2 separate regions of the Anser cygnoides genome follow, and region 2 is linked to region 1. Evidence: chromatin contacts called from public Hi-C data. All regions are on one chromosome and are shown on one strand. Each heading gives the region's core, a stretch centred on a gene start, on an enhancer-like site or on the middle of the called end of the contact. The rest is flanking DNA. Distances are from core to core; before and after follow the strand shown.

What was found. Hi-C and Micro-C count contacts between places; a contact is called where the count stands out from the background.
Region 2: a Hi-C map of granulosa cells shows a contact between it and region 1, with 2.5 times the contacts expected there. The contact joins the promoter of LOC106038813 here to the promoter of C5H11orf24 in region 1. A contact is called at or near these places in 3 of 7 Hi-C or Micro-C datasets (granulosa cells and liver).

The regions. Positions count from the first base shown.
Region 1 is chr5:39,852,862-39,857,851 of Taihu_goose_T2T_genome, forward strand. It overlaps C5H11orf24 (chromosome 5 C11orf24 homolog), which reads right to left and starts at 2,071. Exons shown (of 7, transcript XM_066997965.1): 1 at 1,955-2,071; 2 at 819-941.
Region 2 is chr5:40,022,827-40,027,816 of Taihu_goose_T2T_genome, forward strand. LOC106038813 (synaptotagmin-6-like) reads right to left here and starts at 2,932. Exons shown (of 5, transcript XM_066998006.1): 1 at 2,714-2,932; 2 at 1-1,610. It overlaps LOC136790933 (a long non-coding RNA gene), which reads left to right. Exons shown (of 3, transcript XR_010831839.1): 2 at 4,383-4,496.

The DNA of each region.
Region 1 (4,990 bases), core at 821-3,320:
TCCCTTGAAAATTTAGTCAGTCATATACCCTGATAAGTCAGCTACCACATTTAAACAAGCACCTACCCTGTAATCCAGGGTATGCAGCCAGAGCCTTTAAGCACATTATCAGGCCTTCAGCATGGGCATTTTTCATCACTGAAGCTTGAAATTTCGCTTGCAAATTATTTCCATCGCCTCTGATAAGTCTGCACCAGGAGACTCCGTTTAGGAGGCTGGGGCTGCAGGTTGCACAGAGGCTCCAATTAGAATTTCAATAGCAGATAGCCAGATGCAAGGCCTGTTTTCTGGCAGATGATTTTATAAACCCAGCAGGGAATTTACAGCTAAAACAAAAAAATAAAGATGTCTGCAGCTACACGTTAAGAGGCCCGTAGTCCAAACTTTTCCCCAAGGAAGTACAAAAAAGGATATGTGCATATACAAGCATATAAAGTATTTAAACTAGAACCAAGCAGCAAACACGCACAGCAAGTGCATTAACCCATTATAAAGATAATAAAAATGGACAGATCCTTTCTAAATTACCCATTGCCATGTAATGGACTGCATTAACACATACAGTAGTGGATCATTATGATAGGTAAGTAAGATTAATACAGAAATACATGCACTTTTGAGAGAGAGAAACATCAACATGCATCTTAGAGCCCAGTTTTCAAAGCTACTGATCAGCCACAAACCCTCAGAGGCCTAAAGGGCACCAAATACTCAGTATCAGGGAGTTCACTTCGATCAGCAAGGCCGCGGATTAGCTCCAGGCAGGGAGGGTCAGCGTTCCCATGGTGGCTCCTTAGGCAAGCAGTCGGTTAACTCACTTTATCGGGAAGCAGGAGTGCTGTCGCATGACCAAGCCCGGCAGGGATTCATTCAGCTAACACACGGGATGCCAAGGCACCGTACTCAATAGGATCCTGACACGGGATTTTTCTTTGCCAGTCCTACAAGACAAAGTTTGGAGGCAGCAGAGAGGCGAGTTAAGGGATTCACTAAACCCACCAGGGCAAGAACCACTGGAACAGGACATCCCCAGAGGATACTGTCTTTAAGAGCCCGGTCAAAGAACAGGATTTGTTCTTCTTACTGTCTCATGGCAGTGTGCTAACATCGCCCAGGGTACAGTTAAACCTACTGAAAACATTTACTTGGGGTAAACGATGGGGCACAGGATGAAAAACATTTCATTCCTCCACGTGAAGCGGAAAGCCACTTACAAAGGCAATCTGCATTTCATGCAGCCTCCATCGCTTATTCAGACACCAGACTTTTTGTGCGTGCCTGTGACACCGCCAGGAAGTGCCGCAGACCCCGCGTCTTTGAAGGGGTCCATAGGGAAATAAAAGGAGCTGCACGGAACGCCGCCGGTAGCTCTGGGGTGCAGTCAGGGTTATTGAACACGCGCTACCCACACGGCGCTCCTCCCACCCCACGGTTTCTCCGCTGCACAACTTCAGACCCCAGCCCCACGACAGACCCCCTGCCACGACGCCCACCGGGCACCCCGCGGGCACCGGGGGGGGCTTTTCAGAACATCCCCAACCCACCCCACCCCCCCAAAAAAAAAAACAGGTCTCCTGAGGATCACGGGGGGCTGGTCACCTCCCGGTATGGGGCATGCAGCGGCACCGGGTGCTCCCCGTTACCCTCCGCAGCTGGGAACGGGACCGGGACCGGGACCGAGACAAGGGCTGGGGAGGAAGAGCCGGGACCGGGGAGGAAGATAGGAGAGGGGAACCGAGACCGGGAAGGGAAGGAGACGGGGGAAGGGAGAGGAGTGGGGAACCAGGACCGGGGGCAACCGGGAGCTGGGGGAGGGGACGACCCGGCGGAGCCCTCCCGGTACGGCTGCCCGCCCCCTCCCGGTGCCCCGCCGGGCCCCGCTCCGCTCCCCCGTGCCCGCACCGAGCCTACCGCCCCCCCCCCCGGCACTGTCAGCCCGCAGCGGGGCGCTTACCGCGGCGCTGAGCGGGGCGCAGGCGGCGGCCGCACGCCCGGTACCGGCGCGACCCCCGCGGGGCAGGAGCGGAACCGGGCGGCGCCGCGCCCCGCCACGTGCCGCCGCCTCGCCCCGCCCCTCCCGCCCATCGCCGCTCCCCATTGGCCCGCCCGCAGATCGCCCCGCCTCCTCCCGCCTCGGCCACGCCCCCAGCCACGCCCCCCTTCTCTCCTGTCACCCCGGAAACGGCGAGGGGAGGGCGGAAATAGCGTTGCGCGGGGGCTGTGCCCAGTGGAGGGCGGAGGGGCCTGGAGGAGCGTGGTCGTGTCCCTCCGCCCTCTGCGTGAGCGTCGTTTCTCCTCCTGCCCGGCTCCTATTTGCGCACCGGGCAGGGCCACAGACGCCCCTTTCCTCTCAGCACGTGTAAATTACCCCCAGATGCGCACCACACGTTAAGGCGTGCCTGTTTTGTGGAGGTCAGGCTTGTACCCTGGCCCGCTCTTGGCTGAGGAGTTGCAGCCAAAGGGGCAATTTTCTTCCAGTGTGAAAACCCCTGCTGCAAGCTGGGGGGCGGCTGCAGAAGCATCTTTCGGTGTTCTAAATTCATTACCAATACGCCTCCCCCACGTTTTCTGCAAGCAAACATTACAGGAGGCTTTGTGTTGAGTAAAGGAAGGGCGGCTGGGCTGGTTGTGTAAGACTCACAACTGTCTCCGAAAGGAAAAACTAGATAGAAACATGCTCAGGCTAACAGCTCCTTGTTACCCACATCTCAGTAACACACATCCTGCAATAATAAATGGTTATTTTGCCGTTTTTAGTGTTTCTGTCAACGCCAAAGGTTTGCACAACGCCAGTCTGCAGCTGCTTTGGTGTGTTATCAGGGGAAACCCTAGCAGCAGTGGAACTTTGAAGCATTTACACACTGCAGTGTGTACCAGTACGTACAGATACATATTAAATAGGTGTGCCGGAGCAGCATTCTGCAACATGCAGCCAGCTCCACAAAACGACAGAAGGAGCAGAACTTCCTTTAAGCTGTAAGCGCCCATTTTAGATCAAGTACACATTCAGCACGTTTGGGTTATTTCCAGATGGCCCAGAGAAGAGTCTTAAAAAAAAAAAAAAGTGCAGGTGACAACATTGTGCGTACAGGCATAGCCCGTATTGTGAGATGCTTTATATAGTGTTTGTGACATTGAACAGGTGAAACAGGAGCTTTTGCTACCTCAAGTAGGATCTGAGCTGCTACTGCTAATCTGGCCATAGATGAAAGCGATGCTGAAATCATTCACACATGCTGATGTAATTTTAGAACACAGAAATTTGCTTTTAGAAATGAGCAATGAGGAGGAGGAATTTATACCCTAGTCCATCAGATAATTAAAAGTAGACAAAATGCAGAGCCAGACAGAGCTCCACATTAAGGACTCAAAGCGTGTCTGCCTGCATCTGTTGTGTAGATGTATCATTCCATCTTTCATGTAAGATACTGACATCTACTGAAATGCTCCCTCCCCTCCTTTCCAGAGAAGGAGAAAGGGAGGAAGAACCTCTGCTATCCAGGAGAATTAGAAGAGACGGTTGAAAATGGGGGAAGGACTGTGTGCTGTAGAAAAAGGAAATCTGACAGGATCAAGTGCAAAGATGGAGCAAATAATATGAAGCAGGAGGGCTCACACCCCTTGGGTTGGTATGGTGGGGAACAAGCACATTTCTTAAGCAGTCTCAGGAGAAAAAAAAATAAATGAAAATGCACACGGAGAAGCCCAGATGCAGAATGGGAAAATAAAGGTACTAAAGTAAAGCCGTGATCACCTAAACAAAGAGAACGTGATATCATAAACGTGCCCTGTTCACCTCTCTCCCTGTGATGCACGGGGAACATCTGCTGTTCAGGCCCCCAGAGGACATCGTTTTGAAAGGTGTTTAAAGATCTTTGCAACTTTACACGCCTCATGTGAAAAGCTGGGGTGCTAAGACATGCAGGCAATAGGAGGTTTTCATAGAATATAAATGAGGTCTAAGCCACTGTTTATCTTTCAGTTGGTTTGTATTTATTTGAGGTTGTTGAGAGAGTAGAGATTATGGGATGTAATGAAATGGCATCAAAGGGGATTGGGCTGGAGGTGCAGTAAAGGAGATTTTAGGATATTAGTTCAAGCACAAGTGGCTCCAGTACAGTCGAGCTCTGTTCCAGACATTAACCCATGCAGGGTTTTGTGCTGACAGCTAGAGAACAAAAGGCAGGTCTGTGTTTAAAAAATAGTCTCCTTTCCAGAACAGATGGTGGTTGGGATAGCAAATATTTGCTCTTTTGGACTGCTCAAATAAACTTAGCCAGTTGAGGCAATGCAAAGAATAGTCCTTCATCTCTTTCTACATCTAAGAAGGAGTGGACCTACATCTCTTCAAACAGGTGGAAGGTTGAACCTGCCTACCCTACACTGTAAAGTCCCTTTTAGAGCAGTGCCAAGACAAGCTTATGGTCTGCTGGGGGAGAGTAGTCCCTCTAGAGGCACAAGGATCATCCTTCCAACTCTCTGTGTGGCTCCTGCACCAGAGTTTAACTTGTTCTGGGCCATATTCACCTCTGGTATAACTCCAATCAAATTAAGTCAAGAACCTATTTAGCCTGCTATCGTTTTTTTTTTCCTTTCCTTTTTTTATTTCTTCCCTTCCTGTAGCCATCTTTTCACAGAGGACATGCCTCTGCCAACTCTCAAGCTGCAATTAGGGAAGAGTCTGGATAGAACCGTTGACAATATGTTTGCAGAGTACTAAATACCATTGACTATGATCAGTAAATATTTACACTTGGAGGAAGAGATTTGCTCTTTGCATAGTTTGCATGTTGGCATCTGCTAGGCTGAATAAATTACTAATAAAAATTACATTGTGGAAAAAAAAAAAAGCCCATGCTGGTTCTTTGGAGCTATTTTATTAAAATCAATTAAATGATAAGTAAACTCATTCCTTGAGAATTACACTCTCTCCAAAATTTCAATGTTGGAATATGCCCTATTGCACCAAAGAACTGAGGCAGCCCACTCT
Region 2 (4,990 bases), core at 1,682-4,181, 170 kb after region 1:
CAGAAGGTGTGCTGATACCTAGTGCTTTTGCTCGTGCAGTCATGCCAGCGCCTGACAGGCCAGCTCCCTGGCATAGCACAGCCTCATGGGCTGGTTCAGACCACGGGAAGAAAGAGGTTGAAGAAGCTTTGCTGCTCTCGGGACCTGCATTCGAGCTCCCGCTCCCCCCAGGTACTGCTCTGCAAACATCCTCTGCTGGGCTCTGTGCCACGGGGGCCTCTCTGGGGCATCCCCGGCAGCTTCAAAGTGTTCTTTGCTTTCATTTTCTCTGCAAATGAGCGCCTTTGATGTGACGCTGAGCACCCTGCATGGTGGAGCCCAACAGCCACGCTGCACCAGCGAGAGCACGGGCATCAGTGCAGCCGCCTGGCTGTGCAGGATGGCCACTCTTTTAGCATTTTTCCCTTCTCGCCATGCTTTTTTCTCCAGTGAGAGACGAGCAGCTGCAGCCCTGCGATAGCCATTTTGTACTCAGCAGCTGCTGATGGTATTTTGGGGCTGTTGCTGAGCAGGCTCTCGGCTGGCTGCAGAGCCGTCTGCGCCCGCCTCACTTCTGCTCCGCTTCCTGCTCTGCAGCGAGGCCTGGCCAGCTGCGGGGAGGTCAGCAGGAACTTGAGGAATTCGTTTTATTGGAAACCACATCCCTCCCATAACAGAGGCACAGGCTGGAAGTGGGGAAGAAAGCGGGTTGTGGGGGAGGGAGAGGGGATGGGAAAGGCCCGCGATTGCTTCTTCAAGAAAACCGGATAAATTCTGGATGAAGGAGAAGCAAGGAGAAGTGAAACTTCTGATCGAGTGAGGTTTTTCACCAGTTTCCCCAGAAATGGCACTTGCGGGTTTCTTCACTTCCCTCAGTGACAGACTCCATGAGCTCTGCGACTGCCCCAAAAACACCTGAAGTAGCTGCAAAGGTCCCTGCTGCACACTGCGACACCTACCTCCTACGTCTTGCTTGCAGCCTGCAGAGCTGGAGCATCTCCTAGCAGCCCTACTTAGGAGATGTCTAAATCTGAATTTGTCACCCAAAACTCACCCAGGGCACTCCCAGTACCCGCTGGGAGGCTGAGGGACGATGACACACATGGCCTGAGTGCACGGGGGCTGTGGGCAGACTGCAGTACCCATAAAACAACCTCACTGGGGTCCTCGTGTGTCAGTGCTTTGCTTCTTTTGCTCCCCCCCTTTCCTCCTGTGTATCTCCGGGACTGTCTGGTCCTGCCTGGGAAACAGGGGTAAGTGGGCTAATGGCCCTGACACAGGTCTGGCCCTGGCACCCCACATGAAGAGTTGTTATTTAAGTGAAAGAGCAGTATTTTTCTTCCTCCGTTCCTTTCAGCTGGAGACATTCTCTCTTTATACGTTTTCTTGCCACAGGGTTTTGCATCTTGTTTTCTAGCAGAGTTGAGAGGCTGTCAGTCAGCCCACCTCTCGACTCTGTGGGGTTTCTGCCAACAATGATGGCTCTTGACCTTGCCCTAGCATCAACGTACTTGCCTTGAAATCTGCATTGCTCGCCTTAGAGGTGTCAAGCAGGAGAGGTGGCATCTTCTTCCCCCAAAAGCCATTCTCTGTCTTTATCCTCACCCTGTCTTCACTGTGGTATTTCTTCTCTGTGGGAATAAAGAAAAGCCAAGTAAGTGATGTCCAGCTTGGAGATGGTGATGTTTGGAGGCTGAAAGTCTGAGGATGGGATTTTTATTTGGGAGTTTCTGAAAGTCTTTAGGGAGACCAGAGTTTAAAAAATCCCATCTCTGGAAATCAGGGCCTTTAGATGGGGTACCCCAAAAGCTGGGTACAGGTAGAAGGACAACGGATCCTACAGCCTGTCTTGACCTCTCCTCCCTCAGGGACCACGTTGTCACCAGCAAGGCCTTGTTAGTGGGACCTGCTGAAGAGTACCATGCTAATGCTATCATCGCGTGAGTGCTGGCACCGACCTCCTGGTGTGAACGACCTGTATTTTAGACTTTTGGGGACAGCCTTGCAACATGCTTACAATAAAAATGCAGCTTGGAGACGTCGAGCAAGCTGTGCTCAGATGGCACTTGGCCTGATGCTCCCAGACAAGAGAAGGGGGGTGGGCCACACTCAGTAACATGGCTTGTGACACCGTGCAGCTGGGAAAGGAAGGGGAGGATTGGATTTTTTATAATTTTTCTTTTGTAAAAGCCATCCAAGCAGAGAGGGATTGCTGAGGCTGGGAGACAGGAGGCCGAGGAGAGCTGGAATGAGAGCGAGGAAGAGCTGGTGAACCTGGCATCACCTGGGGCCTGCGATAACAGATGGGCTTGGAGGGACAGGAGAAGCCGTGCATACATTTCTGGCCTGGTGAAGAAGCAGCTGGTTTCCTGGCAGAGCAAGGCTACAACAACTGTATTTGCAGGGTATGCTTGTGGGGTCCTGAAACGTGTGCCCCATTTGTCTCCTTACAGGCAACAGCCAGGAGAGGTGGCCTGCCCCAGCTCCACGTCATGTCGGCAAGAGGGACCTGGTCCCTTGCCTGCCTCGGGTCAGGGCACCTTGGGCATGGTGCGTGGCACAGTGACTGTGACAGAAATGCTTGCAGTTGGAAGCATAAAAACTGAGGACATAGCTGTTAGCGAAGCCATGCTCAGCTCCTGCATCTGGTCCAGGATGGAAGTTGCTTTTTGAGAGGAAAAGGTAGCAGAAACAGGCCCATGGTGGCTGCTGAGCACTGTTGCCCAATACTTACTTTTTCTAGCCCTGTGGCGTTTCTGGAGTTGACACACCTGGCAAACTAAGATGGTCAGGGCCACCAGGAGCAAGAGGATGGCTATTGCCAAGATCCCGTACTTCCAGGTGTTGGAAAAGGGCAGCTGTAAGCTGTGCAAGGTGAGCGTGATGGAGCTGTCCTCTGTCATGCCTTGTTCCTCTGAGAGAGAGAGAAAGAAGAAAGGGGTCAGCATTGCTAGCACTGCCTCGCCGTGTTGTACGACCCAAGCAGGATGCAGGCTGGGAAGGAAAAGGTCTGTATTCAAGCCATATATAAACTGCAGCTTAGGCCCATACACACAGAATTAATCAGTCATGTTGCCGGCCATGCAATATTATTTACGTGTGTTTGTGCTCGCTGGATCACTGCTGCATCATCACGGATCTGTACTCATCATTGCCACACAGGCAGGCTTCTGCTGGATTTCACTGCTTTTGGCCAGAGCAATTGACAAAGCAGCTCACAGTCTTCCAAGATGAAAGACTGCTGGAAATGTGCCACACCTGCGATTTCCCTGCAGGCTTCTTTTCAGCCTGCTTCCTTGCCCTCCATATACCACTGCTGCCTCCTACCGTTGGAGAGAGACACTTATCAGGGAGTGGAGTGATAGGACAAGGGGAAACGGCTTTAGACTGAAAGAAGGTAGTTTTAGATTAGCTATAAGGAAGACATTCTTACTCAGAGGGTGGTGAGGGACTGACACAGGTTGCCCAGAGAAGCTGTGGCTGCCCCATCCTTGGAGGTGCTCAAGGCCAGGTTGGATGGGCTTTGGGCAGCCTGGTGTGGGGGGGTCGGAATTAGATGACCTTTAAGGTCCCTTCCAACCCAAAACACTCTGTGACCCTAGGATTCAGTTACTGTCCCTTCTGCTTATTGCCTTCTGACAGTGCCTGGCAAGAAGATGCTTGGGGAGAGCGCATGAGAACATGCTAAGTCCCTGTAATGGGAGCCGAGGGAAGGTCTCTGTTTGGAAATTTGAAGAAAGGGATCTGGAGAGTTTGTCATCTGTCCCTAGAAGTAACCTGACAGTCCTAGGAAGAAGAAGAAGCTTAGTTTGGACTTCCATCTCTGTCCCTTTGCTCCAAGAGAAAAGATGGCAGTGGTCCATTAGGCTATGGCTCGCCATAGCCTTTCATCCTGCTTAGCCTAAGTAACCAGTCCTCTTAGGGTAAATATCCTTTAAGAGCATTATCATCCTTCTCAGGAGAAGGTTGAATCCATCTGGAGAGGAGCAGGCATGAGTGCTCCCTCCCCCTAGGCCTTTACACCCATTCACAATAGAGCTCTGGTTAGGAACAGCACGTGGTGGTGGTGGTTTTTTCTTTTTTTCTTTCTTTTTTTTTCATGATTACTTAAGATGAGATTAGGACACTAATCTTTGCAGGGAGCAAACATTTCACCCAACTCTAGCAAACAAGAGCAGCCAAGAAACAGAGCCCAGCTTCAGACGAGGTCTGTTCCAAGAAATTACTGCTGGTTTACGCAGCCCAAAGCAAGCTTGAAAGCAGGAATCAGTTTAGTGAAACTTCCTGCACAGAATCCCTAAATGTGCGTGATTTCTTCACCTCAGAAGATGTTGCTGTTCATACCAGCTATTTTCTTCTATGATTTCTCATCACTGACTGTGTTATCTGTACCTTTGTTGCAGGACCATGTGCAGCTGCTGGGGTATATGCTCTGTATAACGTACCCCATCCACCTCCACTGGAGATGAAGCAGTAGAAATGAACGGGAAGTGACTGGCAGAGACATCCTTGTGTGGGTGAGAGCTAAATCTCAGTCTAAATAAACACTTCCCTGAAAAAAAAAAATGGACTAAGGGGAGCCTTTAAAACTGGCTGAGAAATTTAACTCACTGCTAATCTGCAACAAGTTGTTGTGCCATAAAAATGCTCAAAGAATCACAGGCAGGCTGAAGAGCAGTTCTACGGCATCCAGAGGAATTCACCTATAGTATAACCTTCAGGAAGAGCATAGCATGAAGGTAAAAGAACCTGTAGTTTAACAGGCAAACAATTGCATATATCCATTAGTCCTGATTCTGCACTGCAGACCCAGAGACCTTAAAGCTTGTGGCTGGCTGTCATTCACCTGAGAGGTTTCTTATTTTTAAGAACCTGCATCTGAATTACGTGGCAGGAAAGCAGCTATTTAAGTAAAAGCAGCGAGGCTGAATGTCTCCTGAACCATCACACTCAGCCTAGGACTCCTGGAACTTGCTCCAAATCAGCTTCACCTTTCTAGGTCTGCTGCGAG